7 separate regions of the Mus musculus genome follow, and all the other regions are linked to region 5. A link is a contact called in public Hi-C, HiChIP or PLAC-seq and promoter capture Hi-C data. All regions are on one chromosome and are shown on one strand. The core of a region is the stretch at or near the end of the contact, and the rest is flanking DNA. Distances in the headings are between cores, read along the strand shown.

Region 1 (2,778 bases), core at 180-2,679, 410 kb after region 5:
CAGAGGACACTGGTATAGTCTGAGTTAAGGCAATTACAGACACTCATAAGAGTCCCATTGATGGCTGCTGCTACTAATTATTCCTTCAGAGAGGTGGTTCCACCATCAAGCCACTTGGGCAGCTTCTTGTGCATGAACCCTCTGTCCATGAGAGTGGGTTAAGGGGGCCCACATGCTCACATGAAAGGCAACTGAGCCTGTTCACCAGGGCTTAAGGATAGAGGTATGCATGCATTACATATATATGTGTAGATATGTATGAATACATACATATTGTCTTAGGATTTCGTTGCTGTGACGAGACACCATGACCATGACAACTATACTCTTAGAAAGCAAAACATTTAATTGAGGCTGGCTTATAGTGTCAGAGGTTCATTCCACTGTCATCATGGCAGAAAGCGTGGCAGCATACAGGCAGACATGGTGCTGTAGGAAGAGCCAAGAGTTCTACATCTTGATCCAAAGGCAGTCAGGAGGAGGTGCTCATTCCACAGTGAGCAGAGCCTGAGCACAGGATTGTCAAAGCCCACCCCAACAGTGACACACTTCCTCCAATAGACCATGCCTCCTAATAATGCCACCCTCTGGGCCAAACCACCACACATACGGTCTTTATATTTCCTGAACTATCTCATCAGAAGAGCTGTGTGGGCTGATTGATGAAGGGAGATGTCAGAAACCTGCACCCAGCCAGCCAGCCAGCCAGCCAGCAGATCTGGATCTCTGTGAGGTTCTGACCCCAAGCTCTAACCCATATGTACTCAGTGGCCATTGCAGATTTTCTAGTCACCTCTGCCAGCACTTAAAATATTTGTTTTGGAGTTACTTTATTTTACATGCCTGCATATGTGTCTGTTCACCACAGGCATGTCTGGTGCTCTTGGGGTTTAGAAGGCATCAGATCCCCAGAACTGGAGTTACAGATGGTTATAAACTACCCATGTAGGTAGTGGGGATTGAACCTGGGTCCTCTGGAAGATAAATTAGTGAGCTCAACCACTGAGCCCATTTGCCTGTATCATCATGGAAGAAAGATAAACTTTTTGGAAACCCAGATCACTCGATGCCAAACCTCAGACAGCCAAGGAGGTCTAAAAGAGGCCTGTGACCCACAGGGCAGAATCCCAAGTCTTACCTCAGCCACTGGCCTGGGTTGTCCTGGATTCCTTGGCTACAACTACAGTGTCAGTGCAAACCGGCATTAGCAGACATCTCAAGGTGGCTCTCCCATGAGGGACATGTGAGAATCGTGACTGTGCCCGGCATTTCAGGGCACACTCACTGCAGGATGGCAGGCCTTAGAGCCGAGAGACATGGTTGTTGTCCTGAATGAGCCAGAGTCCCTGAAGTGTGCTTCAGTACTGAAGCCTGGAGAGGCCTGGGTAGTATGTTCACACATCACAGCTTATCCATCTTCCCTCCTCATCCCCAAGTGGTTACGTAAGTTAGTAACTGACAGTTCAGTCATAGAGAAGGCCCTATGGCTTGGAGAAAGAGGAAGCCCAGTCTTTTTTTTTTTTTTCACTTTCACATTATGAAGTTTGGCTGCCAATTCGTATATATGAATGCATGACAGTGCAACTTTTTTTTTAAAGATTTATTTATTATGTGTAAGTACACTGTAGCTGTCTTCAGAAGAGGGAGTCAGATCTCGTTATGGATGGTTGTGAGCCACCATGTGGTTGCTGGGATTTGAACTCGGGACCTTTGGAAGAGCAGTCGGGTACTCAGAGCAGTCGGGTGCTCTTACCCACTGAGCCATCTCACCAGCCCGGAATCCCAGTCTTTTATTAATCCCTGGTTCCCTGGCCAGCTCACTGAGTGGCCTCTGCTACACAGGCATCTTCCCCCAGGTTTTTGAGAAGCATCTCTGCACAGCTGCCATGTGCCAGACTGGGACCAAGGCTCAGACCTCTCTCTGCTTCTCCCGCTCAGATCATGGCCGTTGCAGGCCTAGATTCCAGTAAAGCCCAGAAGTACTCACCGAGCCACTCTACCCGGTCGTGGGCCACCCCTCCAGCAACCCCTCCATACCGAGACTGGAGCCCATGCTACACCCCTTTGATCCAGGTGGACCGCTCAGAATCTATGGACCAGGTCAATGGCAGCCTGCCATCCCTACACCGAAGCTCCTGGTACACAGATGAACCCGACATCTCCTATAGGACTTTCACGCCAGCTAGTCTGACTGTCCCCAGCAGCTTCCGGAACAAGAACAGCGACAAGCAGAGGAGTGCAGACAGCCTGGTGGAGGCAGTGAGTATGGGTGGCCTTTGACCTCTGGACAAATCTTAGGTGGCAGCAGAAACAGAGCCATGATCACATGGGGAGGGGGCAGTGGTGGGCTCTGCAGCCTTGCCACCCGAGGGTGGCCTCTCGGCAGCATTTAAGGCCTGAGTGAAAACCAGCTGGCACTGCCAAGTCCCACCAGAGAGTCCCATCCTGCAGTGCCAGTCTGTGCTACGTCCCCAGTGCTTTCTCTCTTGCTCAGCCTTGTGGAGCCACTCAGCTTTCGACACCAACAGAGCTGAGCTCATTTATGGTTAGCATCGTGTATAAAGTTTAGCAGCATGGCTGACAGCGTCCCCAGAGCATGCCGCGCACTGAGAGCTGATGCAGACCTTCCCTCATGCCATCGATCTATCTCCTATACAGGTCCTGATATCCGAAGGCTTGGGACGCTACGCGAGGGACCCCAAATTTGTCTCAGCGACAAAACATGAGATTGCCGATGCCTGTGACCTAACCATAGACGAGATGGAAAGTGCTGCCAGC
Region 2 (2,700 bases), core at 190-2,689, 350 kb after region 5:
AGGAGCAGTCCCTCCCTACACAGGCTTTTTGGACGTGCCAGAGTTCTGTTCCTATTTGAATAAACTCTGAATTGGTCTCTTTACAAATGTGCCTACACTTGGCTGCCTCTTTCCATCTCTGCTGAAGGAAGTTACACAGTCACTCAGCCCTGCTGGTGTGCATCTGTCTTCCTTGTGTGCAGCCATTAATGAGGTCATACTTCTGCCAAGAGTTTGGGAAGAGCCCAGGTTTTTGCTCGGTTGGTTTTGAACCCTGGAGGGGAGGAGAGAGAATAAACGCCACGCGATTCTGTTTACAGATGACAACTTTTGGAGCCTTCTTGCACAAAGGGGCTTTCTGCAGGAACTACTTCAATTTGCTGGACATGCTGGTTGTTGGGGTGTCGCTGGTGTCCTTTGGGATTCAGTAAGTATTTATGTGTCCGTAGAGTGAGTTTACATAGGGAACTTAGACCTAATTTGCTCAGGCTGGGCACTGTCTGCTGATTACAGCCAGAACGGCTTAATTTGCCCTGGGCCAGAAAGAGCTGGGGCCATTTGTATTTTCCTATTTCTGTTTTCCTTTTCTGTTTTCTTTTTTTTTTTTTCTTTTTCCTTATGCCTACTGCTAGGTTGAGTTTATGATTCTCTTCAGAATTAGCTTTCAACAGCAGATGAAAGAAAGACAGTTTGACTAGTAGAGGACAAATAGGGTTCTTCTCAGGCCTGGTCCAAGACTTCGAGCATCCTTTCTCAGGGTGGCAGTTTTCCTTCACTGCAGGCAAAGCTTGGCCTTGGTGGTCTCTTGGGATCCCTTCCTCTCCCTGTGCTTGCAGGATAGACAGCTGCGGTGACCTTGGGGACACTTAAGAGTCTCTGGTGAAGCTGAACACTGCCTTTTTACCCTGTGCAGTACCCGGGGCAGTCACCCGAGTTTGTGTCTTCTGTGGCCTCATTTCACTTTCTGCTGGCCTGTGAGCTTCTGTGCTCCCGAGCTGTCCCATGTGTGCACACGTGTACACAGCCCCTTAGCTCTAGGAACCTGAAGAGAAATGTAAGCCAGGCACTGGGAAACCACAGAACTAGGCCACTCTGTGGGAAGAAAGACAGTTTATTTGGGAATCAAACTCCTAGGCTGTATCTGAGGTGGTCAGGGGGTCAGGCCGAGGGGCAGAGAACATCGGGCTGCAGGAAAAGCCTTGTCAGCTTTGTGGGGACAGGTAGTGATAGGAGGGTGGGTTCGGGCAAGGACAGCCTGAGAGTTAGCAAGGGGCTTTGTTCTGTTATAGGCTGGTCAGGTAAGTCAGCAGCTACATGCCCATTGTCTGTTGACCATGGGGACAGATAAAGGAAGTAGCAGCTTTTCCTGACTGACTAAAGCCCGCTCCTGAGGAGTGCTAAGTTTAGGGTTTTGTTTATCTGATGCCAGTCCTTCTGTTTACCCAGTCAGAGTCCAGCCTGACATTGTCCCTCTGGCCGATGCCTGGGAACCTAAGCTCTGAGCTCATTTCCCGGTAGAAACTCCAGACTAGTCTCTTCACGGCTCTGAGCTGTCCACACTCTTTCTGGCTTCTCTTCTTTGCACACTCCCCCATCCCCAAGGCCTGTGCTCCAGCCACACCCCTACATCTGGGGTGCTGAGGCTCAGCTGCCTCAGTATGCACTGCTGCTGCCCCCCTCTGTCAGCTAACTCTCTGCTCCCTTGGGACTCACTTGGCACCACCTCCCTGAGAGGCCTTCTCATCTGCCCCTGTGGTCACACCATATCTTCCCCACCTTGGAGGAGCATACTGCAATTCCCCACCCCCACCCCCAGGTGTGCGTGCTCACCCCTCCTACCGGATGTAGCTACTTGAAGGCCAGAAAAGCTCTGGTACCAAAGCACGGTTCCCCAGACTTAAACACGAAAATCTAGAAGTCAGGAACCTAGTGTTTACATGAACATAACAAAGTTTGAAAATTTCTCCAAAAAGGCAACTGTAAGCCTAAAATAGGGGCTCTGTCAGGTCCCACAGGAGGCAGGAGGCCCGCTTTATGGCATAAAGGAGTAGAGAGACTCCACACAGTTGTGAAGTGTCTTTAAGAGATGATCACATTAAGCAACTGCTCTCCGGGCTCCTAACCAGCTGTAACTCAGCCGCTTGCTTGCTTTGTCCCTCCTTAGGTCCAGCGCCATCTCCGTTGTGAAGATTCTGAGGGTTTTGAGGGTCTTGCGGCCTCTCAGAGCAATCAACAGAGCAAAGGGACTTAAGGTATTGACCCTCTCTGTTGAGTGGGGCTGTCTTGGGTTGGGGATGGCTGCAGTTACTAACTGTTCTTGTCTGGAGGTGAACTGAGGCCTGCTGGGTTTCAGAGTGGAACAATTCCACCAAAAGAAAAACCAAAAAGGCTGCTTCTGCCACATACCATCATTCTAAAGATGAAAGACAAAAGACTCAGTAGGTAAGAACACTTGCTGAGCCTTAGCGCGAGCACGAGCATTTGTTCGGAGCTGAGTCAGCTCCCAGAGCCTGTGTAAAAAGCCATGCGTGTTCTCACACACTGGAAAACCCAGCACTATGTGTGAGGTGCCTGAGACAGGAAGGTGCTTCCTGGTGGCTGTTCTTGCTCTGGGTTCCGTGAGAGCCTCCATCTTAAGAGTCTAAAGTCAAGACTGATATAGGAGGACATGCAATATCCTCTTCTGCTTTCCTCAAAGAACAGGTGTGTTTGTGGGAGCAT
Region 3 (2,920 bases), core at 190-2,689, 490 kb after region 5:
TCTCGGAGGCGAACTCATTCTAGGCATCTCTTTGCCATCTCCTTCTCACTGGTAAAATGCACATGACATTTTAGTGGCGAGATGGATGCAGCAGAAGAACACTGATCACTTTTGAGTGCATAGCTGTATGAGCTAGTGACCTAAATTGCAAATAACAGAATCTGCGAGCGCTCGAAACTGAAGATGGAATGATGATGCTTCCTGTAGTGCCCATCACACCACCTATCCCAAAGCTTTGTAATCAGGAGGTGAAATCCTGAAAAAAGCCGAGAAATTCAAAGTGCTCTCAGCCCTAAGACTTCTGCTAATCGCCCTACTCTCTAGAGATACAGAGATGAATCTGATACAACCACACCTATTTCCAGGGCCCCAAGAGAGTCTTGTAGAAATGCGCCAAGGAGTCTCACCTAAGTCACACAGGTGGGCAGATGGTTCTGGCACTGATACGACCTTCTCAGGCTGTATTTTTTTCTTTTCCAGTAATTGGAGACTTGCTTCCCAAGTTCTTTCAAACTGGGTAAAGTCTTGGGCTTAGGACTAGCTACACTTTTAGGGGAGAAAAATCTGTCACAACTTTTGTATTGCCTGGCGTGGTGGTGCTTGCCTTTAATTTAATCCCACTACTCCGGAGTCAGAGGCAGGAGGATCTTTGGGAGTTAGTGGCCACCTTAGCGTACACAGTGAGTTACAGGGCAGATAAAACTACAAAGTGAGACCCTGTCTCCAGATTTTATTTATTTTTTTCATATTCTTGCTAGTCCTGCATCACCACCATCGCCATCATTATTGTACGCATTATAGAGGCAGTATGGTAGGTAATACTGGAGCCAACCTGAGTTCAATTTAACCTAAATTTCATATTGCCTTTGTGATCTTTAGCGAGCTAGTCAATCTATGTCTCAGTCTGCATCCGAAAAACAGGGATAGAAATACACCATCTGAATAGAACAGTTACAAGGATGAAAGAGATGCTAGGCAAAGAACGCGGCTCTAGCGGCCCAAACAAAAGCGCGTTGTATCCGGACCGGGTTAGCGTCTCTGTCATTCCCGGGTTAAGGACACCCGCGCCCGGGATCACTATCGCAAACCCACAATCGGAAAATTGGCTGTACCAGGAGGCTTCAGGGTCCCCCAGCGGCACCCGGGGACCTTCTGGGCTGCGCCTCGGCTCCCACCGCCTCCGCTTCCCACTCCTTCCGGCCACTGGTGTGGGGGAGGCCGCCCCAAGCTCAGGACCCGGCGAGTCAGGACAGAAGCGGCCCAGGGTAAGGCTCTCACTCACCATTCGAGATGTAAACCATCTTCCCTCCGGTTGCCTGCTTCCTAGCGACAGAGAAGACCGGACGCCCCTGTTGTCGCCGTACCTAGCCTCCCGCCCCGCCCTGTACGTCACAGGCCACTGACAGACCCAAGTCAGGCTAGAGGTGGGTCGAGCCCATTGGCTGCTGGGAGACCACTCCTGACTAGAGGTTCCGCCCAGTCACACAAGTAACTTCCGCTGGCGTGGATACTGCCTGAGTCAGGAGACCGGATATGACGTCTAGGAGAAACATTGTTTGAGGGTCCTTTTCCCCACCCCCCTCACTTGGTTCCGGTTTGACCGAGAGTCTTTGAGGCCACAGCACTGCCGACCGGAAGTTGCTTGCTAGTTGGCAGACACGCGCAGGGTTCGGGTCCGAGGTGGCTCGAAGGGCTTGGAGGGCGGAACGTTCCTCAGCTTTCCAGATGTGTTGCTGTCTTTTGGAGTGGCAGGGAGAGGCTCTGAGGCGGTGTCTGGGACATGAAGAGCTTTAACCATCAGGTTTTGCTGAACTCACTTTTAAGTCCCTCTGGACCGTATTCCCTTTAAGCCGGTTATTTCTGCTCTCAGTTTATTTGTTTTGCTTTTTTGAAACAGGACTCACACTGTATTCCTGGCTCTGAGCTCACATTGTAGACGAGGCTGGCCCTAAACGCAAAGATCTGCCTGCCTCTGCCTCCGTAGCGCAGGGATGAAAGACAAGCCTCACCACACCCAGCTGGTTTTTGTTTTTGTCTTTTGTCTTGTTTTTGTTTGTTTTTGATTTGGGATCTGTGTATCCCAGGCTGCCCTTGAACTCACTTTGTAGACCAGGCCTATACCAGTACTCATGTGGCATAGGCAGGTGGATCTGTATAAGTTCAAGAAGTGGAATTTGTTATTTTTCGAGACTGTTTTTCTGTGTAGCCCTGGCTGCCCTGTAACTAGCTCTGTAGAGCAGGCTGTTCTTGAACTCAGAGATCCACCTGTCTCTTGCCTCCCAAGTGCTGGGACTAAAGGTGTAACCAACACCCAGCTAAGAAGTGGCATTTTTAATAGCTGTAGAGACACAACTAGGGAAAATCAAATGAACTTCAGAATGACAATTTCCTCTGCTTGTCAGCATTGTAGACGTGACATATGCGTTAGAAGGCAGGTCTTGGGCATCCAGTAAGTTTGAAGAAAATTCCTTGCTGCCCCTGTTGTGTTTCCTTTGTGGTGCGGGGAGTGGGGGTGAGGAGAGGGGAAGGGAGGAATGAGGTGTGCAGTCAGTACAGAAAGGGAGAGTTGGGTGTTTTCCACCTTATTGGACTGGCTAGGGAGCTCTGGCCATCTGCCTGTCTCATCCTCCAGGATAGGTCTGAGTTGTGTGCAACCACTGTTGGCTTTTACATGACTGCTGGGGATTCTAAAATCCAGGCCCTCATGTCTGTGTAGCAGTCACTTTACCCACCGAGCTCTCTTCCCAACCTGGGTCCGTGATTTTTCTCAAGGGCCTTTCTAGACCTGGGCTTAAACCATGACGTTGCCTCTCACTCTCTGTGCTCTCTTTTCCTTCTAACTGAAATCCCTGGTTATACTTTTGTCAGACTGCAACAAGAATGATTTATTTAAAAAAAACAAAACAAAACTTTGTTTTGC
Region 4 (2,764 bases), core at 203-2,702, 430 kb after region 5:
CTAAGGGTGAGCACTCCCTGATTCTCTCTAGTCTCTGTCAGAAGAAGCAGAGAACATGTCTTTACCCGATCTAAAAGGCCAGCACCACACTAAAACCAAAACCAGACAGACAAAAACATCAAAGAAAAGAGAACTATAGATCAGTATCGCTTATGAACAAAGATGAATAAGCATCCTGGGATGGGTCTCACAGAGGGCCAGTACAGCTGGGGGTAGGAGGGGAAGGTGGCCAGACAAGAAAAATCTCTCAACTAAATTTTAGAACTCAAATCCAGATAGTTTGTAGCAGCAGGTTCAGAAGGTAATAATTACCTGCTCTCCAGGATGATGGCCTGTATTCAGACCTTGGAGGCCACATGCTAGGAGAGAACTATTTCCCCACCAACTGTCCTCTGACCTCCACACACATGCCACAACATTCTGTGTTACACTTGCATATCACACAAACACACACACACACAAATAAATTTAAAATGTTTTTAGAGTTTTGATTCTAGTTCTACATAAAAATAAACAAACAAACTTATGTACCACATTCAAGCAGTTTGGTCCCCGGGTGTTCATCGTGTGAAACATTTCACATGTGAAAATCAGTTCATGGGGCTCTGGGTTTGTGTACATTCCCTCCGAGACCTACAGGCTGGTCTCCCTACCTCAGACTCCAAAATAGGATAAGCATTCACGCATTTCATGTGCAGAAAAGGACTTTCTTCCTGCGTCCAAATCCAATATCAAGAAAGTGTGGATGGCAGAAGAGAAAAGATCACATGACAAAAGGAAACAGATTCAGGCGGTACTACCTCAGAGAGCAAGCACCTTGTGCTGGAAGACTGCTTACAGGGAAGGAGCTGGTGAGGAGTGGCCTGAAGGTCACGCATGCCACCCCACCAGGAGTTAAAGAAGGCAAAGAGAGAGAAGGAATGGGAGAAGATACAGAATACAAATATGAGTGACAGAAAAGAACTCCAGGAGAACAATAAACCAAAGATGACACAAAGATCAGAAATCAGCCCATTGGCGCATCGGTACTCAGGTTCAAAATGTGAGGTGTATTAAATGTCAAGTGGGGTCACGCCTGCACAGAGGGAGACTGCCCCTTGCTTGGTCTTCCTGGAATCAATTCAAGTTCACTTCCTCCTGAGGTCTCAGGGCCATCGAGGCACCCCTTGGAGCTAATAGCAGAGATGAGAGACGGTGTCCATGCACTGAAATGAAGTGTACTGGAGAGACACTCGACTGCAAGGGATCTACTGCAGGACTGTGTTGCCAGTGATGGTAAAGAAAACCCCAATGTTGGCTTCTTAAAGTCACTGACAACCAAACAAAAGCTTCAAAGAGACTGGATAGACTTGAAAAAAGAAAAAAAAGAATAAGAAAAGAGAAGTGCACATGGAAGAGAGAGCACCCAGTGAGCACCCAGTGAGGCGAGCACAGCAGCGCCACCCAGTGGGGAGGGCACAGGGACACCTGCCTGAGAGTCAGAGGGCTCCATTTTTCTCACTGAGTATCTCTAGCCAGGCCAACTTACACTCTATCATCTCTCTAATAATAATAACAACAACAACAACAATAATAGAAAGTCTCTTAATTTTCCATTTTTGCAAATTGTCATTTCAAGTAAAAAAACAACACTACTACCACTAGGTTGAACTTTGCAGATATTTTAGGCGATCTATTTAGGCATATAGAAAAAAAACTTATTTTCCCTGTTGACAACCTCTTTCTTATGCCTTCTACCAGATTTAAAACATATAAGTAGTTATGTGATTTCTGTTGTTGTTGTTGTTCTGAAACACTATTAAAACTGCCAATCACCTCTAATCCCAGTACTTTTGAGGCAGAGGCGAGTGGATCTCTGTGAATTCAAAATCAGTCTTGTTCACATAGCAAATTCCAGGTTGAACATAGTGAGACTCTGTCTGGAAAAAAAATGGAAAATAAAAGAAAGGGAGGAAGAAACAAAGAAAATTATCATGAGGTGAAGAAATAAGAGGTACAGAGAAAGCATTGGGCAAAAAATTTTTTAAAGTACCTTTCTGCTGCCCAACATGATAAAGGTTATCTACAAAACCTCTGTCGTGGCAAGGAATGCAGACACTTTCCCACCAAAACCAGGAGCAAGGCAAATCGATTCTAACATCACATTGGACATTGCAGCTTAACTTAACAGTCAAATGGAGGAAACTCAAAAGGCATGGGGGTTGGACATGAATGCTTCTGGCCAACAAGATCATCTGTGTAGGAAATCTGAAAAAAAAAAAAAAACTGACCAAAAAGGTCCCTGGACCTAACAAGCAGCTCCAGGGGGACCTCGGGAGACAGAGTCAAGGTGCGAGTATCAGTCACACTCCGAAATGCCAGCAGGGAGCATGGGCCACTGAAGGGGAGACACAGTTCCACTGAATTGAATGTGCCCAGTGAGAAGGAATAAATCAAAACACCTTTGCAGTTGGACATCTACCAAACCCTACAGAAAATCACCAAAGAAAACCTAGCTACACGGGGTGATATTCTTTATTTGTGGGTAGGGAGATTCAATTCTGTCTTTATTCTTTACCATTTAACTTATGAATCAGTGCAATCCCTTTAAGTACCCCAGCAAGATTTGTAAGTATTAATAACCTGATCCAAAATTTATATGCAGACACAAAAGACCTCAAAAAAGCCAATGCAATGTTCAAAGAATATTAAGTTATAGGGCTGGCATTATTCAATCTCCAGGCTTGCTGGAACCACCGTCAAAGAAACAGGCAGCCATCAACAG
Region 5 (2,938 bases), core at 333-2,832:
TCTGGGCAATGGGGTTATGGACTTTGATTTCAGTATTATTTCCTCTTTAAAAAGCTAAACATAGTTTTTCAAGATCACAGAAAGGCCCTTGTGGTAGATTATTTTAGGTGAAGTGGAGATGTTATTGGTAAAGAGTAATCATGGCCCAGAGAAAGCAATCTTTTCAAGGCTGAGTCCCTAGGCACGGGAAGTACTGCAGGTTCATATGAGTCTTGGCATCCCTTGAATGTAGCAAACTAGGTGACAGGTTTTCTCTGCTAAGAAATCCCTTTCTCTGGCATAATATTGTTGGGAGATCATACTGTTGGCTGTGCTTGAGGGAGCTGTCTGATGCTCACACTAGAGCATTGGTCCAGAAAATTCCCCTTTCCCAAAGGTCTCCTTTTGTCCCATCTCTGGGCTGTCTTGTACTGTTTTCTTTGCTGAAGTTTTCTCTCTCCAATGGCTCTCCTCTATCTCTCTATCAACCTCAAGATAATTTCCTCCCCTTATTTACCAGTCTCAAAATAGTGAGTTTGATATGAGCTCCTTTTTTGCAAGCCTCCGGGAACACATTTCAGCATAGCAGGCGTGTGTTGTTACACCCCAGCTGTTATGTTAACATCTGTGCTCTGAGGTCACCATTCTCCTCCCCTCCTTCTCATCAAGCTAGTGACCACTAGCAGCTCTTGCCATTGCTATCCACATAGCTACATCCCATGGTCAAGCCAGAGGCTTCACTGTTTTGCATATTAAAAAAGAGGTCTAATTTATGTCCCATGAGACTCACTTTTCTAAAGCGTGCAACTTAGTATTTTTTCTTTTTCTTTTTTGAGACAGGTTTCTTTCTGTAGCCCAGGCTAGCCTTAACTTTATGGTCCTCCTGAGTGTTGGGCTCATAGGGACGAACCACCACATCCAGCTAGGTTTTTCATTCATTCATTCATAAATCTGTGGATACATCAGCAATTTCTAATCCCAGAATATTTTCCTAATCTCCAAAGGATATGCCAGATTCACTGCGTGTTACTCCAGTGCTCAGCCCTAGCTCCCGAAGCCATCGATCCACTGCCACCTGCTTGCATCTGCCCACCCCTGACATCTCTGTAATGACAGCACTATGCACACGACCTTGAGCTCCCATCTTTATCAGGGACAGCCCCCACTTCCTTCTTCTGCCTTTCTGAGCACCCTCTCTTTCCTATGCCTCCTGTCTTGGGGTACAGCTCTCAGTTTTTTCCATGCCTCCTCCTTCTCTTCTGATCCTCTTAATGTTGGGGAGCCTTTACCCCTCAGCTGAGGGATCTCTTTTCCCCAGCACTCCCCAGGCACCCCCAGGCTTGTAGATTTAAATGCTGTACATTGCCATTAACTCCTACACTTGAGCTTAGCCAGGAAATGACGTCATCAACTCCTAAATTTATACCCCTAGCAAGGACTTTCCCTCTACTTCCAGAACTTTTTGTTCATCTCCTCTCTGTTTCCCAACATGCACTGCACAGTCAGCATGCCCAGAACTGACCTTGGGGGTCACCCCCTGCCTCCAATGTCTTCCACCCACAGCTGCTTCTCTAGTTGCTCGGCTCAGAAACTTAGCAGCCATGCCTCACTTCCTCACACCCCCACTCCCTGCATTGCATCTATGTCACATTCTGCTGGCTCTTCTTCCAAAATGCACTCAGAACCTAGTTCCTCATTTTGTTCCTTGATGCTTTTTGTGCTTAGGGAAGCCTATCTGTTTTCATGTGTGTTGTGTGGATGTAGTGTATATAAAGGTGTGTGTGTGTGTGTGTGTGTGTGTGTGTGTGTGTGTGTGTATTTAGACAGGCTGGAGAAGGATTCAGGTGTCTTACTCTATGGCCAACCAGGTTATTTTTTGAGACAAAGTCTCTCACTGAACCTAAGGAAGGCTTGCTGTTTCAGCTACTCTGGCTGGCCAGTGAGTTCCCAGGATCAGCCTGTCGGTCTCTGCCCACCCTTCCTCCTCCCCGCCCCCGTGCTAGAGTTACAGGCATGGCTGTGCCAGCTTTTATGTGGGTGCTAGGGATTCAAATTCAGATTTTCTTGTCTCCATAGCCAGCGTGCTTATCCATCGAACCGTCTCCCTAGCCCATTGGGTAATGTATAAACAGCTGACGGGAGTTTCTGCCACCACCTCTATGGACATACTTAGCTTTAGAGATTGTTTTAAGACAAGTTAAGTCATGGCGTTCTTTGCTAAGAATCATTCAGTAGATCACCACATTGCTCAGAATAAAAGCCAAAGCGCACACATTGTCCATCCTGCGAGCAACGCTTTGCTCTCACGCCGTCAGACCCATCCCGCTAGTCTCTGCCTTGATGACCTGAGTCAGCCCCAGTGACCTCCTCACTCATCTCAGAGACACACCTCACAGTCTGCACTTACTGTCCTGCTTAGAGTGCTCTTCTCCACATGCCTCTTGTCCCTGTTGTTCAGTTCTTTGTTTATATGTGACTTAGTTAATCAAGTGCAACTCCACTCTCACTGATTAATTAGAGTCAGTGTCTTATGTATTCCAGACTGGTCTCTAAGTTGCTACATGCCCAAGAATGACCTTGAACCTCTGATCCTCCTGACTTCACCTCCCGTGTGCTAGAGTTACAGGTGTATATCACATACCTAGTTTATGAGATACAGGAAAACTGAACTCAGGGCTTTGGGCATGCTAGGTAACATGGTCAAATGAGCTATATCTGTACCTGACATGCACTGTTCATAATTGCAACTTGCTTTCAACTTTTCTTCCATATTCTCAATACAACTTTCTGTTCCTTTAACTGTTTTCACACACACACACACACACACACACACACACACATATAGATGCATACACAGGTACACACACATATGTGTACATAATGCATCTACATGTATACACATTTGCACACATGTTTGTTTTATTGAAATCCTTCCCCACTTGCCTGCAGACCTTATGAG
Region 6 (2,818 bases), core at 170-2,669, 450 kb after region 5:
CATGGGCTGTTTTTCAAAACTGGAAACTGATTGTTATCTAAACATCTGCCTGGCTCCTCAGCCCCATAGGGCAAAGTTCTCAGATAGAAGCTGGAAAACAAGGCCGTCTCCATTTTGTCTTCCCACCAGGGCAGGTACTCTGGCCTTGCATGTTCCTGTCACAGTGCTCAGCTCCATGCCAAGAGCATGCACCTTTGCACCCTGGTAGCAGGCAAGGGTTTACCGGTCAGAAAGGCTGCTATGAAAGCTTATTGTTCCCAGGAACCACTGAGCCTGAACGGCTCGCTGAGGTTGAGTGGGAGCCCAGGATGGCCCAGTTCCAGGCGAGGGTGGGGCTACAACCTCCCTTCTGTCAATCTCCTTGGTCAGGCACCAGAACAAGTTTCTCAGGAAACTATTCCTTGCAATCCAACAGAGGCTAGGGACGGAGCCTTCTCCAGGTGAATCAAAACCAGAATCTTCACCTGAAGTCTGTCTCACTGATGAATTTAGTCTGTATCCCAGTCGGGCTTCAGCAAATACAGCCACTTGACTCCACCCAACCTCTTAGCAGGGAGAAGCAGGACTTGTGCCTGAAGCTCTCTCCAATTCCACTGTCTACGTGTCTGGTGAGCCCAGCTCTGCTAACGATATAGGAAGGGCTGAAGCAGCAGAATTCCAGGCTCTGTAGCCCTTTCTCTAACCCCAAATGATACTGGGCTATCCCCCTCTCAAGCCATTTCATCTCAAAAGGATGGTCCCTGGCCCACCTTCCCAAAATTAAGGTCCGAGAGGTGGTGGAGAGTCGGGCAGATCTCACTCAGGCAGAAGCAGCACTGCCAAATGTCAGAACCTTAGCTCGGAACCCACAGTGCTGAGACACCAGCTTCGGGACCCCAGATGTAACCGCCAGGCCTCATTCTATAGGAGTACACTTAACCAGAAAGCCTGAGAGGCCAGGGGTGGAGATTCCTATCACTGTTACCTTGTAACTGTTAAGTTCCTGTCGCTAGTTCTCTCAAAACCCAGAAGGTTTCAGTGGCTTGAGCCCCTCCGCTTCAGGTCCTCACCCAGCCTAGGACCTGAAAAGCTAGCTACTCACCCGGGACAACTCCGCACCTGGGCCAGGACGCGAAGGACAGGAGCCAGGAGAGCCGAGAAGGCAGTGGCCGCTGATCCTCGCCCGCTGCTCTTTAACTGGCGTCCCGGGAGTGCCGCGAGCTGCTCCGTCTGGCTCCAGGCGCGGGTGCGGTCGCCCCACCTGGCCTGCGGCACACACCTGTGCGCGGGGCTCGACACGCCCCGCGCCTGCTGGAGCTTCAGTCCTCCCGGGCCTGAGTCATTCGCACCCCGCCTACCCCCGCGAGCCCCGAGGGCGACAAGGCGGCCACTTTACTGTCTTGGGACCAGGCCAGCGCCGGCTTGGGCAGGGCGGTACTGTGGGAGGCGGAGCCCGGAGAACTGCGGCGGGCGCCTGGATAAGAGGACCCTGGACCTCTGGCCCCAGCTCCGCGTGGTGGTGGGCGGTGGCCAGTGGCCGGGCCATGTTGCTAGTGTTGCTGATCTTGGCTGCATCGTGCAGGAGCGCCCTGCCTCGAGAGCCGGTAAGCATCCCCCTCCATTGTGGGCACCCTTTCGGTTCCCATCCGTTTAGCTGAACCCTGACAAGCGACAAGCGCCTGAAAACCTGCCAGCTCAACTGTCAAGGAATTGTCCATGAACCATCCTTAGAAAGGGGCCAGTTTGCACCCCTGAGCTAACCGCGATGGGTCTTGAACTCACACCACCCATCTATTGCCATCCTGGAAGGTATCAGTTGTCAGACTGCTTCCCAGGGGAATGAGGTTTAGAACTGTCACAGATGCCACCTGGGCATTTGAGTCGTAGTATTCTCCTCAAAAAGAAAAAGGGTGGTACTCAACTCACACAGGTATGCCTTGTCCTGGGTTAATGATGACAAACAAGACAGTACTGCTTACATCTGTGCTGCCCACCTCTTGGGTCAACAGACAGCCTGCATCAGTTTGCTTGCTTGCTTTTCCTTTCTGTCTAGGGCCATGTTAACTCCTGAAGGCAGCTTTCCTTTCTTCTCCAGTCCCCATGAATGAAAGAATCTTTCTAGGAGGGAAAAGCGCATCCTCAACAAGGCATTCAGATGCAAGCCCTGCTCTCTTCACACATTGGAAGGCATCCTTGGTGACTGTGGAAAGTCACAGCTTATTTATGGTGTCCTGAAGCCCTTGCCGTCTCTGTGCAAGAGAAAAAAACTGTCCTGGGGGCAGCTGTGAAGAACATTGAATGAACTCTGCAAAATGTAGAGCCCTCACCTGGCTTTTCCTACACACCTTGTCTTGCTCCCATTCAAGTAGAACTTGGTTCCTAGTAGGTGGCTCATTTGCTTAATAAGAGAATGTCACAAAGCAAAGGACAGTGGATGACATCATCCAAACCCCATTTGCTCCATCAAAACCTCTGCTTTCTGCCTTCACCAAGGTTTTGGAAATGAGAGAGCTGAGATCTTAAGAGTCCTTTGGGTTTGTCACATTGTGTCTTGCCACTGAAGATTACTGACAACTAAAATAAATGTTTTAGGCTCAATATACTATTTCCAAACTAGTACTCTTCCCTTTTAATGGAAACGTCAAAGGGTTTAGTAACTGGCCTTTCGTAGACAGTAGGGGGGTTTTACTTTTTTGAAAGCTGTTTTAGAAAGATGAGGTCACTGTCCCCAACGGATTTCTAAGTAGCTCAGCTGAGTTCTGGATCATTCAGAAGTATGATATGAGCTTGTGTGTGTGTGTGTGTGTGTGTCCTGCGGGCTGCAGTCATTGCTCCCCGC
Region 7 (2,700 bases), core at 190-2,689, 260 kb after region 5:
TCTTTGCAAGGATGGGACTGGAGTTGGGAAGTTTTTAAATGCTGGTTCCTTCTGGGGTACCTGGCATATGGAGGAAAAGCTCACTGTTTCCTGAGCCATAGTTACTATAGCCTTCTGTAGTAGCCATGTTAGTAAGTGAAGTCCATTAGTCTACCCTAAGGATGATAGTAGCTGAGGACTCTAGAGCCCACAGAGAAAAGTTCTCATTCTTGAGATTTTGTTTTGTTTTGTTAAGTAAATTAAAGCCAGAGAATGCTGGTTGGATACTCATGGCCCTGTCCATTGAGTTTCTATCAAATTTATAGAAAGAGCCTATGTGTTTAGACCTGTTGACTGGGGCATCCTTGCTTGGGGGGTAATGTGGGTTGGAGTTGGAGAGGTTCTAGCCATCAGGCAATGCTGCAGATGGATGTGGCAATCAGATGGGAGCAGACATGGGAACTGAGATAAAGGCGGAGCTGTATCTCCAGGAGGCTGGTTAGGAGGGAGTCCATCACTGGTGCCAGCCAGGAAGAGGAGACAGGCCAGTATTAGGCATCTGAGATCCCTGCCCTCTTCTCTGTGCTGAGGGCAGTCAGATCAGAATAAGATGTCAGAGGAAAACCCAAGAAAAAAAAATAAGGGTAAAGTCCATTATGCATCTGTTCTCCCAGACGGTGTGTTCTGTGCAGAAACCACTGTCAGAATGCTTGTTTCATCCTGGTGCTTTTCTGGGCCTGATCTGGCAATCTTGGAGAAAACATGCTGTGTTGTGCAAATGTGTGCAAATAGAAAACATGCCCATGATGTCCCAGGCAGGCTCACTGCTCATGCATCAGGGCAGGTGGCAAAATGCAGTAATGCAGCCTGGAATGACAGTACTTAACACTTAGCTGCTTATGAGAAATTCAGCATCAAAATTGAAATGTTTTCCTGGTCCACATGCAGGGTAGTGATTCTAGTTCTCATGATAACATTGTCTGTTATCATGTCTGTGCGTGGTGGGGGGGGGGTGCTTCTGTCTCTGAGCTATTGATTCTGATCATTGATTCTTTCTTTCTCCACCCTTGGTGTGTTCCTTTCTCTTTACAGGAAAAAGTAGAATATGCCTTCCTGATTATTTTTACAGTGGAGACATTTCTGAAGATTATAGCGTATGGACTGTTGCTGCATCCTAATGCTTACGTTAGGAATGGATGGAATTTACTGGATTTTGTTATAGTAATTGTAGGGTAAGTCCTTGGTTTGGGAAAAACGTTTATCTGGGAATGGAGGTGAGGGCTGGATGGTAAAGGGAACACAAGCCTTCTTGGGGGAGGTGGTTATTCTTATGCCCGTGATGGCATCAGGATCTAGCAGGGGTTCTTTTAATGCTGACAGGGCTGCTGTCAATCCCTGGGCAGAGGCCTGGGTGAAGAGCTCTCATGATTGGTGTGCTTGGGGAAGTCAGTGACAGGCTGTTAGAGGAAGTCTCAGCCGCTAATGAGAGATGATTCACCTCACAGGGCCTCAAGTCTCCACAAATAGACCTGCCTGGCTGGTGGGTGGAGTCAGGTGAATGCAGCTCCTAAAAGCTAGCACCCTGCTAGTTAAAACCATGTGTATCATACGAGAGAGCCTTTCTTGCTGTGCGGTGCGCTGCTGTTTAACATCCCTTGAGCAGAGCTATTATGTTTTTATGCTGAGTTGTGGGAGAAACCTTGGCATGCCACTTTCCCATTTTAAATAACAAAACAAGCGTCTGAATAATGTCACATATCTGGCATAAAATAAAATAAACTGGAAAATGCAGAGAAGCAGGTGTTCTTTTAATACCCTCTTGTGAGAGGAAGACGCTGGTAGATTTAGTTAAAGGAGTATGTTACAATGAAAAATAGAGGTCTGTGTTGCCCCATTCCTTCCACACCCTGAGTTGTTGCCAGCAGAGGAAACACAAATCAGGTCTTTGGAGCAAACATCCACCAAGGGAGACAAGATGTAGCCCTGTTTTGGGACTCCTTACCTGGGCTGTTCTGTAAGTTACCCCTAAAATTAGGAATACTCTCTTATTTCCATCAAGAGAGCTCTTAAAAGATGTATTTGTTTTTACTTTATGTATGTGATTATTTCACCTGCACATATGTCTGGGTACTTCATGCATGTCTAGCCTCCATGGGATCCAGCAGAGGGTGTCAGATCCCTCAAACTGGAATACCATGATTTTGAGTCACTGTGAGGGTGCAGGGAATCAAACCCAAGTCCTCTGTCAGAGTAGCAGGTGCTCTTCACTGCTGAGTCCTCTCTCCAGTTTGGAGAGAGCTTTTAAAACCATCTCTCTGCCTTCCTCTTTGTGGCTTTATTCAGTTGCTGTTTGCAGGTAACTTGCAGCTTGGTTATCTTCTGGATTATCTGTATCCTGATTGCACTGGTTTTTCATTGGAGATGACTTTTTCTGTCTGTTTGGAGAGTAGCTTACGTTTGGTGGGGTGTCCTTTTACCCCGGGGAATGAAAATAAGGAAGGCCCAAAGTGGTGGCCCACTGGATGGTTATACTTACCAGGAAGAAAGCTAGCTTTTATAAAACCTCCCATTGTACATTGGCACCTATGTGTGTATTGCAGAAATAATGTATCCAAAATGAATAGGTGGCAGATAGGCGTTAAGGCAGAAGCCTCCTCTTGTTTGGAACACCTGTCACGGGCTGGCAAACTGGAGCCGCAGATGTCTCTTTGTTCTGGGAGA

Evidence for each region. Promoter capture Hi-C pulls out the DNA fragments that hold promoters and counts their contacts. A called contact is a pair of places that touch in the nucleus more often than the background predicts. HiChIP or PLAC-seq counts read pairs in DNA pulled down with a chosen protein or histone mark.
Region 1: a contact with region 5 is called in a Hi-C map of bone marrow-derived macrophages, with 22 read pairs. The contact joins the enhancer-like site here to the promoter of 4831407H17Rik in region 5. A contact is called at or near these places in 29 of 484 Hi-C or Micro-C datasets (CD4 T cells, the CH12 cell line, the G1E-ER4 cell line and 12 more), 4 of 115 datasets of contacts at active chromatin or transcription factors (astrocytes, bone marrow-derived macrophages and embryonic stem cells) and 3 of 9 other capture datasets (embryonic stem cells, liver and pancreatic islet).
Region 2: a contact with region 5 is called in an H3K27ac HiChIP or PLAC-seq map of extraembryonic endoderm stem cells, with 5 times the contacts expected there. The contact joins the enhancer-like site here to the promoter of 4831407H17Rik in region 5. A contact is called at or near these places in 3 of 15 datasets of contacts at CTCF or cohesin (embryonic stem cells, large pre-B cells and stem cell-derived epiblast-like cells), 11 of 484 Hi-C or Micro-C datasets (the HL-1 cell line, bone marrow-derived macrophages, cerebellum and 5 more), 6 of 115 datasets of contacts at active chromatin or transcription factors (T-cell acute lymphoblastic leukemia, Th17 cells, bone marrow-derived macrophages and 3 more) and 4 of 9 other capture datasets (adipose tissue, embryonic stem cells, liver and 1 more).
Region 3: a contact with region 5 is called in a promoter capture Hi-C map of hippocampal neurons, with 5 times the contacts expected there. The contact joins the promoter of Selenok here to the promoter of 4831407H17Rik in region 5. A contact is called at or near these places in 8 of 39 promoter capture datasets (the HPC-7 cell line, cranial neural crest, hippocampal neurons and 4 more), 9 of 484 Hi-C or Micro-C datasets (the Ba/F3 cell line, LSK cells, bone marrow-derived macrophages and 5 more) and 11 of 115 datasets of contacts at active chromatin or transcription factors (the 230-238 cell line, the SCID.adh cell line, bone marrow-derived macrophages and 8 more).
Region 4: a Hi-C map of embryonic stem cells shows a contact between it and region 5, with 2.9 times the contacts expected there. The contact joins the enhancer-like site here to the promoter of 4831407H17Rik in region 5. A contact is called at or near these places in 1 of 15 datasets of contacts at CTCF or cohesin (embryonic stem cells), 15 of 484 Hi-C or Micro-C datasets (B cells, the CH12 cell line, the G1E-ER4 cell line and 9 more), 4 of 115 datasets of contacts at active chromatin or transcription factors (T-cell acute lymphoblastic leukemia, astrocytes, embryonic stem cells and 1 more) and 1 of 9 other capture datasets (macrophages).
Region 6: a contact with region 5 is called in a promoter capture Hi-C map of embryonic stem cells, with 4 times the contacts expected there. The contact joins the promoter of Il17rb here to the promoter of 4831407H17Rik in region 5. A contact is called at or near these places in 14 of 39 promoter capture datasets (the C10 cell line, the HPC-7 cell line, Sertoli cells and 9 more), 1 of 15 datasets of contacts at CTCF or cohesin (embryonic stem cells), 8 of 484 Hi-C or Micro-C datasets (B cells, the CH12 cell line, bone marrow-derived macrophages and 5 more), 19 of 115 datasets of contacts at active chromatin or transcription factors (DN3 thymocytes, the NIH/3T3 cell line, the SCID.adh cell line and 13 more) and 4 of 9 other capture datasets (adipose tissue, embryonic stem cells, liver and 1 more).
Region 7: a contact with region 5 is called in a Hi-C map of bone marrow-derived macrophages, with 31 read pairs. The contact joins the enhancer-like site here to the promoter of 4831407H17Rik in region 5. A contact is called at or near these places in 1 of 39 promoter capture datasets (embryonic stem cells), 1 of 15 datasets of contacts at CTCF or cohesin (large pre-B cells), 7 of 484 Hi-C or Micro-C datasets (bone marrow-derived macrophages, cerebral cortex, cortical neurons and 2 more) and 8 of 115 datasets of contacts at active chromatin or transcription factors (acute myeloid leukemia, bone marrow-derived macrophages, embryonic stem cells and 4 more).

The regions. Positions count from the first base shown.
Region 1 is chr14:30,042,247-30,045,024 of GRCm38.p6, reverse strand. Cacna1d (calcium channel, voltage-dependent, L type, alpha 1D subunit) reads left to right here. Exons shown (of 47, transcript NM_001083616.2): 46 at 1,939-2,259; 47 at 2,659-2,778. Among named protein-coding and RNA genes, the nearest start is that of Gm52108, 8.0 kb to the right of the region's middle. Within about 2 kb of position 1,429, at least 19 of the 459 cell types and tissues checked have an H3K27ac peak or open chromatin away from gene starts, as enhancers often do. A contact at or near this core is called in the HPC-7 cell line and bone marrow-derived macrophages, where this site is marked.
Region 2 is chr14:30,103,195-30,105,894 of GRCm38.p6, reverse strand. It overlaps Cacna1d (calcium channel, voltage-dependent, L type, alpha 1D subunit), which reads left to right. Exons shown (of 47, transcript NM_001083616.2): 22 at 300-406; 23 at 2,144-2,231. Among named protein-coding and RNA genes, the nearest start is that of Gm52106, 32 kb to the right of the region's middle. Within about 2 kb of position 1,439, at least 33 of the 459 cell types and tissues checked have an H3K27ac peak or open chromatin away from gene starts, as enhancers often do. A contact at or near this core is called in T-cell acute lymphoblastic leukemia, cerebellum, extraembryonic endoderm stem cells and 1 more, where this site is marked.
Region 3 is chr14:29,966,899-29,969,818 of GRCm38.p6, reverse strand. It overlaps Selenok (selenoprotein K), which reads right to left and starts at 1,439. Exons shown (of 5, transcript NM_019979.2): 1 at 1,283-1,439. The coding sequence starts at 1,301.
Region 4 is chr14:30,026,254-30,029,017 of GRCm38.p6, reverse strand. The region is part of intron 1 of Chdh (choline dehydrogenase); the gene reads right to left. It also overlaps the pseudogene Gm18760. Among named protein-coding and RNA genes, the nearest start is that of Gm35449, 6.5 kb to the right of the region's middle. Within about 2 kb of position 1,452, at least 7 of the 459 cell types and tissues checked have an H3K27ac peak or open chromatin away from gene starts, as enhancers often do.
Region 5 is chr14:30,456,680-30,459,617 of GRCm38.p6, reverse strand. 4831407H17Rik (RIKEN cDNA 4831407H17 gene) reads right to left here and starts at 1,582. Exons shown (of 4, transcript NR_131095.1): 1 at 1,502-1,582. It also overlaps a transcript of Cacna1d not described here.
Region 6 is chr14:30,007,497-30,010,314 of GRCm38.p6, reverse strand. Il17rb (interleukin 17 receptor B) reads left to right here and starts at 1,419. Exons shown (of 11, transcript NM_019583.3): 1 at 1,419-1,583. The coding sequence starts at 1,524. Chdh (choline dehydrogenase) reads right to left here and starts at 1,315. Exons shown (of 8, transcript NM_001136240.1): 1 at 1,082-1,315.
Region 7 is chr14:30,195,235-30,197,934 of GRCm38.p6, reverse strand. It overlaps Cacna1d (calcium channel, voltage-dependent, L type, alpha 1D subunit), which reads left to right. Exons shown (of 47, transcript NM_001083616.2): 4 at 1,072-1,211. Among named protein-coding and RNA genes, the nearest start is that of Gm52107, 28 kb to the left of the region's middle. Within about 2 kb of position 1,439, at least 72 of the 459 cell types and tissues checked have an H3K27ac peak or open chromatin away from gene starts, as enhancers often do. A contact at or near this core is called in bone marrow-derived macrophages, cerebral cortex and cortical neurons, where this site is marked.